Linked DNA regions of Arachis hypogaea: region 2 is linked to region 1. A link is a contact called in public Hi-C data. All regions are on one chromosome and are shown on one strand. Each heading gives the region's core, a stretch centred on a gene start, on an enhancer-like site or on the middle of the called end of the contact. The rest is flanking DNA. Distances are from core to core; before and after follow the strand shown.

Region 1 (3,210 bases), core at 44-2,543:
CATCATTTTTCCAAGTAGAGAACTTGAATGCAAAATTTAATTCCAAAATTTCACGAACAAGTAACCACTAATTTCGCTAAATCTTCACTACACTACTAACACCTAATTACAGTGCAAAAAAGGGTCACAAAATTCAAGAGCTAATAAAAAATTGACCAATAGTCAACGAAACCAGCACCAAGAAAAACCGTATCAAATGATCTTCACAATTCACAGTTCAACATAGTAGCAAAGACAAAAGCCCAATTTATACCTGATCAACATACATAAGAAATCACCAACAAGAATCTTCTTACCTTAGCTTTGGATATGATTTTAACGGCAACTGATTGACCCTTAAGGTCACCCTTCTTCCCTTTAGCCCAGCAAGTATGACCAAAATGCCCTCGACCCACTTCCTTTCCTAGCTCGAACTTCGCACCAAAGTTCTTAAAATAACCAAAGCTCTTATCAAGGGACCGCTCTCCACCTTCTGCGCCGGCACCGCCACCACCCCCTTCACCTTGCTCCTCCGGTATGGGACCGTCTTTTGGCTTCGTCTTCCCCTGCCTCCGCAGCAGTGCCGCCATAATCGGCTTCGCCGGTGACGGGGGAGGCAGCGGCCAACGGAATTTTCGCCCTGGCGTCTTCGCCGCCGGCGACGACGCCACCCCCGGCGGAAGCGGACTTGTGAAGGGGCTTGTCGAGAAAGAGTTCGCCGGAGTACTCCTCCCGGGAGTGGCCGTCGAAGCATCGCTGACGCCAGACACGGAGTTGTTCCCTACTGCTACCGGCGCCGGCGAGACATGCGGCGGTTTGACGTGGTGATTGGCGGCGGCGCCCTCGTTGTCGACAGCGATGCTCTTGCTGCAGCAATGGCCCATGGCGGTGATCGGCGAGAAAAGTCAAAGCCTCAGAAGCTCCAAAAACGTCGCCGGAGAATTTGAGAAAAAATAAAAAAGAAGGAAAAAAAACACTGTAGAGAGAGGAAGTAAAGAGAGAGACCGAGAGAGAGAGAAGAGTTTAATAAGAAGGAAGAAGAAAGAACTAAGGAGAGAAAGGAGAAAATTGAATGAAAAAAAAAAAAAAAAAAGGGGGAAAGTGAGAGTTAATTTTTTTTTTTTTATTTTGAAGTCAGAGAATTAATTTGAGCTTAATATGGAGACAGTCCAACTGTATTCATTTATTGGGTGAAAGTAAATTGCTTCGTTACGTTGGTTGGATCTTTTCCTTATGTTTTGAATTGAACCACCTCCCTATAATTCCTCTTAAAAGTTAATAAATCCAATGGGACTATTTTATATTTCTCAACAAATTTCATAATCATCCATATTTTTAATCTTTGTAATATTATATTACTATTTGTTATAATCATCTTGCAATGATTATTTTTTTGGTTCTAAATATATTTGGGGTCGATAACCATATGATTTTCCTTTTGGATTTTGTGGCCATTTAAAGTAACAACGATGTAAACACCACATACCGCGTAACTTGTACCAATATTTTAGTGTTTTTGGATTTCAATGTGTTTTTAACTTTCTATTGCATATTGTATGGTTTTTAAATTTTTACTTTTTATTTCCAAGAATCCTTTGTCCTCTTTTCTAATATTGTTGATAAAAAAAGGGTAAAAAATAAGAAGTGTAATATTTTTTAAAAGATAATTTTTTTTGTTAGAAGTAAAAGATAAATTAGCATATTTATACTCTTATTTTTTATTTTTAAAATAATTAAAAATTAATCTAATTAGCTATCTTTTTAAATCTTAATTAATATAAATAAAACAGAGTTAAAATCGATTTAATTAATACTGAATGTACTATTTTTTATTTAATTAAAAATGTTTAAGGATAAAGATGAACTCCCTCTTTTTATGCCATTGCATTTTTTTAAAAAATAATATAATAATGAAATTTATTGTCAATACTTTTTTTTTTCATGTAACTTTTCATGGGCTGGCGAATAACAATGTTGAGGAGACTGTGTCAATGTCTTTGGAGTACAGAAGAATATACGAGGATTTTGCAATTGAACAAAAGAGAACTCGTTGCTTAACAGAAACTTCTCGGCGAATGGCATCACATAATCATTGACGTTATGTTTCGGTAAGCTTTTGTATTTTTGTGTAATACTTTTTTGTATTTTGGGTTTTATTTGGTCTTCCTTTTGGTTGCCAATTTGAACATGATAAATCATACGCCCATGCATTCATACAAGCGACCTGAAAAAGTTAAAATCATATTCATCAAAATCAAACTAGTAAAATTGATCCGGTCAAGTATACTTATTTTTTCTTTTGATATTAGATTATTGGATTATAGGTAATTAGTATTTTTTTTCATTACAGAATAATTAAATTTTACAAAATTACATCTACTTAATCTTGGTATTATGGATTATGATAAAATAGATTTATAAAATTAAGAGATGAATTTTATAAAAAAAAATTGCAGAGACAAAAATTTTTATTGGTCAAAGAGACTAAGGTTTTGTAGACCACAACAAAATTCAAGTGATAAGCTTTTTAGTTATTATTTTGTATACAAGAATTTTGTTGACTTATTTAATTTATTATTGTGTAAAAGAGTTTAATTTTTTTTATCAAGATTCTAAAAATTAAAATTGATTACCGAATTATTTTAGTTACTAATTCATTAGTTTAGAGATTCAACAGATTAAAACGTAATTCAATCAAAATAACTAAATTCTTATAAAATAATATATAAAATTATAAAATTAACATACAAAAATATAATATATTCTAATGTATATTTTAAAATATATAAATTAAAAGTACGATATCAATCAAAATTATATTGTGCTTGTTTGGACACCATTATTTTGATAAAAAAATAATTTTTTTTAATGAAAAATTTTTTTTTTATTTTTTAGTATGTTTGGCAAACTTTTAGTAGTAAAAATAAAAGTACTAGAAAAATTAAAAAAACATCTTTTTTGAGAAGCTATAATTTATATTTTTTTTAAAAGATCTTTTTTTCTTAAAAAAAGATGTTTTTTGTGTAATAAATAAATAAAAAAATACTTTTATATTGTTAAACCCAAATATAAATGATAAATAAAAATATCTTTTTGTATGAAATATCCAAATATAAAATTATTTTTACTTTTTCATAAGATTTTTAAAAAAAAGATAATTCGAAAAAAATCTTTTCTTAAAAACTCACCCAAATAAGCACATAGTCCCGTATAAGTACAATATAAGACTCA
Region 2 (3,121 bases), core at 318-2,817, 170 kb after region 1:
CACAGATAAACCGTTTTGAAAGGCTCTTGAGTTTTTGAGAATTGAACTGTTCCTCTTTCAGAAAAGGATTTCAGATTTCTTTTTATTTATAAACCGTTGTTTTTGAAAAGAGGCATAAGACGGTTATTAAGGCTGAATTTTATTGTACAAGTAGCATTTTTCTTAAAAATTTTGTGACTTGTGAGAGAATGAAGGGGAGGGGGTTATGTCGTTCTGCTGACTGTTGGGTTTTGTTTTGGGCCTCAAAATGGTGCCATTTTGAAAAGGGAGTAGTGAATTGGAGAGTTTAAAAACCGGTCTGTTGATTCAGCCGATTTTTTAAATGATTTTTTTATAAGAAAATGGGTTAATCACTAAAAATGTTTTCGAATTATTCAAATAAAAATGCATCTGAATTTTATTATTGACAAAAATGTCTTCAAATAATTTAAAAATACAACAAAAATATTCAACAGTAAATATATATTTTCAAAAAATATCTTAGAAATTGAATTTTGATATTATTCTTTACAAGAATGATTAGAAAAATGAAATATTATTATTCTTAAAATTTGGTGACTTTTTTGCTGAGTATATCTTTTTTTGTAAGTTTTTAAAAGTATTATTAGTTGTTAACAAAAAAAATTATAAAAAATATATACTTAACAAAAAATCACCAAATTCTAAGGATAATAATATTTTATTTTTTTAATTTTACTTACAAAAAACTTGCATCAAAATTCAATCTCTAATGTATTTTTTGAGAAATACATATTTAATGTTAGATAATCTTGCAAAAAATCTAATATTAAATATATATTTGTCAAAAAATACATTAGGGATTGAATTTTAATGCAATTTTTTGTAAGAATGATTAAAAAAATAAAATATTATTATTCTTAAAATTTGATAATTTTTTTGCTAAGGATATATTTTATTGTGATTTTTTAAAAGTATTATTGGTTGTTAACAAAAAATTACAAAAAAATATATACTTAAAAAAATCACCAAATTTTATGGATAATAATATCTTATTTTTATTATCATGTTTGTAAAAAATTGCATCAAAATTCAATCTCTAAGACATTTTTTGAAAATATATATTTATTGTTGGGCATTTTTATCGCATTTTTAAATTATTTGAAAGCATTTTTGTCGATAGTAAAATTTAGATGTCAGTATTTAAAGAATTCGAAAACATTTTTGGTGGTTAACCTAAAAAAATTTTGAAGCTCAGTTGAATCGGTCAGAGAACTCATTTTCTCCTAACTCGATCCTGGCTTGTCTAATTCGATTTTAGAATATTGAATTTAAGGTTGGATTTTAGGTGTTTAGGATGAATCCGATGAAATATTCGGATCAAGTTAAAGTCTCATCAAACCCAATCCCAATCTGGTCCATGCACACTTGTAGCTCATATTGTGTGTAAATGATGGACCCAACCCAAAAGCCAAAAAGCTCTGGAAATCTTTTTTATTTTGTGTTTGGGCTGAAATCTTGTAAGCCCGTTCTTAAGCTTACAGATAATGAAATGGGGCTTGGCCCAATGAAAAGGGCCCAAATAAGTAAGAGCGTATGATCCACGCCCGAGAGGGAAAGCGTGGGGGAGGGAGTTCAGATGGAAGCAGAAGCAAGAAGTGAGAAAATCCCTATAAATTGCATCGGCACCGTGCCGGTCGAAATTCGTCACAGCCAATCATCGTGCCACTCTCTGACTCTCATCACGCAAAAGAAAACACACAAGACTCTCACTGTTGTTTAGCTCAACGCACTTTAATCATCTTCGTCCCTCCAAAACCCTCTCAATCCCCCTTTCTTCTCTCTCAATTCCCCTATTCATTCTCCGTTCACTTTTTCTTTCGCTCTCTTTTCGATCTCTCAAATTCTAGGGTTAGGGATTTCTCCTTTTTCTTCAATTTTTTTTCTTCGACTGAGAGTCACCCGCAGGGTGCAGACGTGGGGGCACCCTCGCGATTTCTTCTTCAATGGAGGCCACGGCTGCCGTTGCCGCTGCCGCCAACGCCGCCGCTGCTGCTCGCGGCGCCTCTCTCCAGTTACCGCCACCTCCATCACGCAAGGAATGGCGTGCTGTTTCCGAGCACCATCATTCGTCGAGAAACCCTGAGGACGAGGTACTGATGTGGTGTGCCAACACCTCGCATTATGTTTGTGGTTTAGGGGAATGATGCTGGAATATGAGCGTTGTTCTAAATCCAAAAAAAAGATGATTCCATCCTTTTGTTTGTTTTGTTGCTAGGGTTTGGCAACGTGTTTTGATGCTGTAGTCCTTTTTTTTTAGTCTGAAAACAGATGTTGTTTGGTGTGTTTCATGGTCATTAGTTTTGGCAAGTGCACTTGAAGCATCTAAGTTCTAAATATTTGAATGTTCGACTTCTAGTTCTTATTTATATTCAGTTGTTTATTATGTTATTTGTTATCGAGGGAACAAGGCCTATACGTTTCTAATGTCTGATAGAATGTTGTCTCATATCAATGTTGTTAAAGGTTGACATAGCGACAGTGCTGAATGCTGGGTTTGGGTTTTGGTCTTGGTTTTTGTCAACACCATTGCTGGGCTTGATTGCCTTCTTTGCGTATGGTTGTGTGTGGTGTGAGAACTTTTATCACTTTGACTGTTTGTTATTTGTTTGATTGATAATGGGCATATGTTTGGCATGCAGGAGCTAGACAACTCAAAAGTAGGGCAATCGGATGAGAGAACCATTTATGAGGTAAGGTGATGACTTTAGAAGCTGCTTTTATTTTAGGAGTTAAGAACTTGGAGATAATTTCCACCTGTTTTTCAAGGTGCAGCAAGGAAGAGAGCCTCTTGATGTCGATTTCTGTTCGATAACAGTGGATGGAACAATAGACAATGATATTTTGCAGCAGCAGATTCATGGTGTTGTAAGGCAAAGACAGGAATTACAGCAAATGGAGATCGAACTGAAAGCTCAAATGATTGCTAGAACTGAGATAATGGAAATACGAAACACCTATGATGCTCAACTCAAAGAACATGTTAACAATGCCAGTAAGCTTCAGGTGCGAGTTTAAACATCCATGTATCTTATGTGTTAATACTAGTGTATATGCATTGCAAATTTGAGCTTAGGTTATCCTTACACAATTTTTTTTTTAT

The links. Hi-C and Micro-C count contacts between places; a contact is called where the count stands out from the background.
Region 2: a Hi-C map of leaf shows a contact between it and region 1, with 5 times the contacts expected there. The contact joins the promoter of LOC112783210 here to the promoter of LOC112783274 in region 1. A contact is called at or near these places in 2 of 8 Hi-C or Micro-C datasets (both in leaf).

Annotation. Positions count from the first base shown.
Region 1 is chr20:92,308,442-92,311,651 of arahy.Tifrunner.gnm2.J5K5, forward strand. LOC112783274 (CDPK-related kinase 6) reads right to left here and starts at 1,294. Exons shown (of 11, transcript XM_025826152.2): 1 at 297-1,294. The coding sequence starts at 863.
Region 2 is chr20:92,477,460-92,480,580 of arahy.Tifrunner.gnm2.J5K5, forward strand. It overlaps LOC112783210, which reads left to right and starts at 1,568. Exons shown (of 16, transcript XM_072229990.1): 1 at 1,568-2,111; 2 at 2,661-2,711; 3 at 2,794-3,024. The coding sequence starts at 1,965.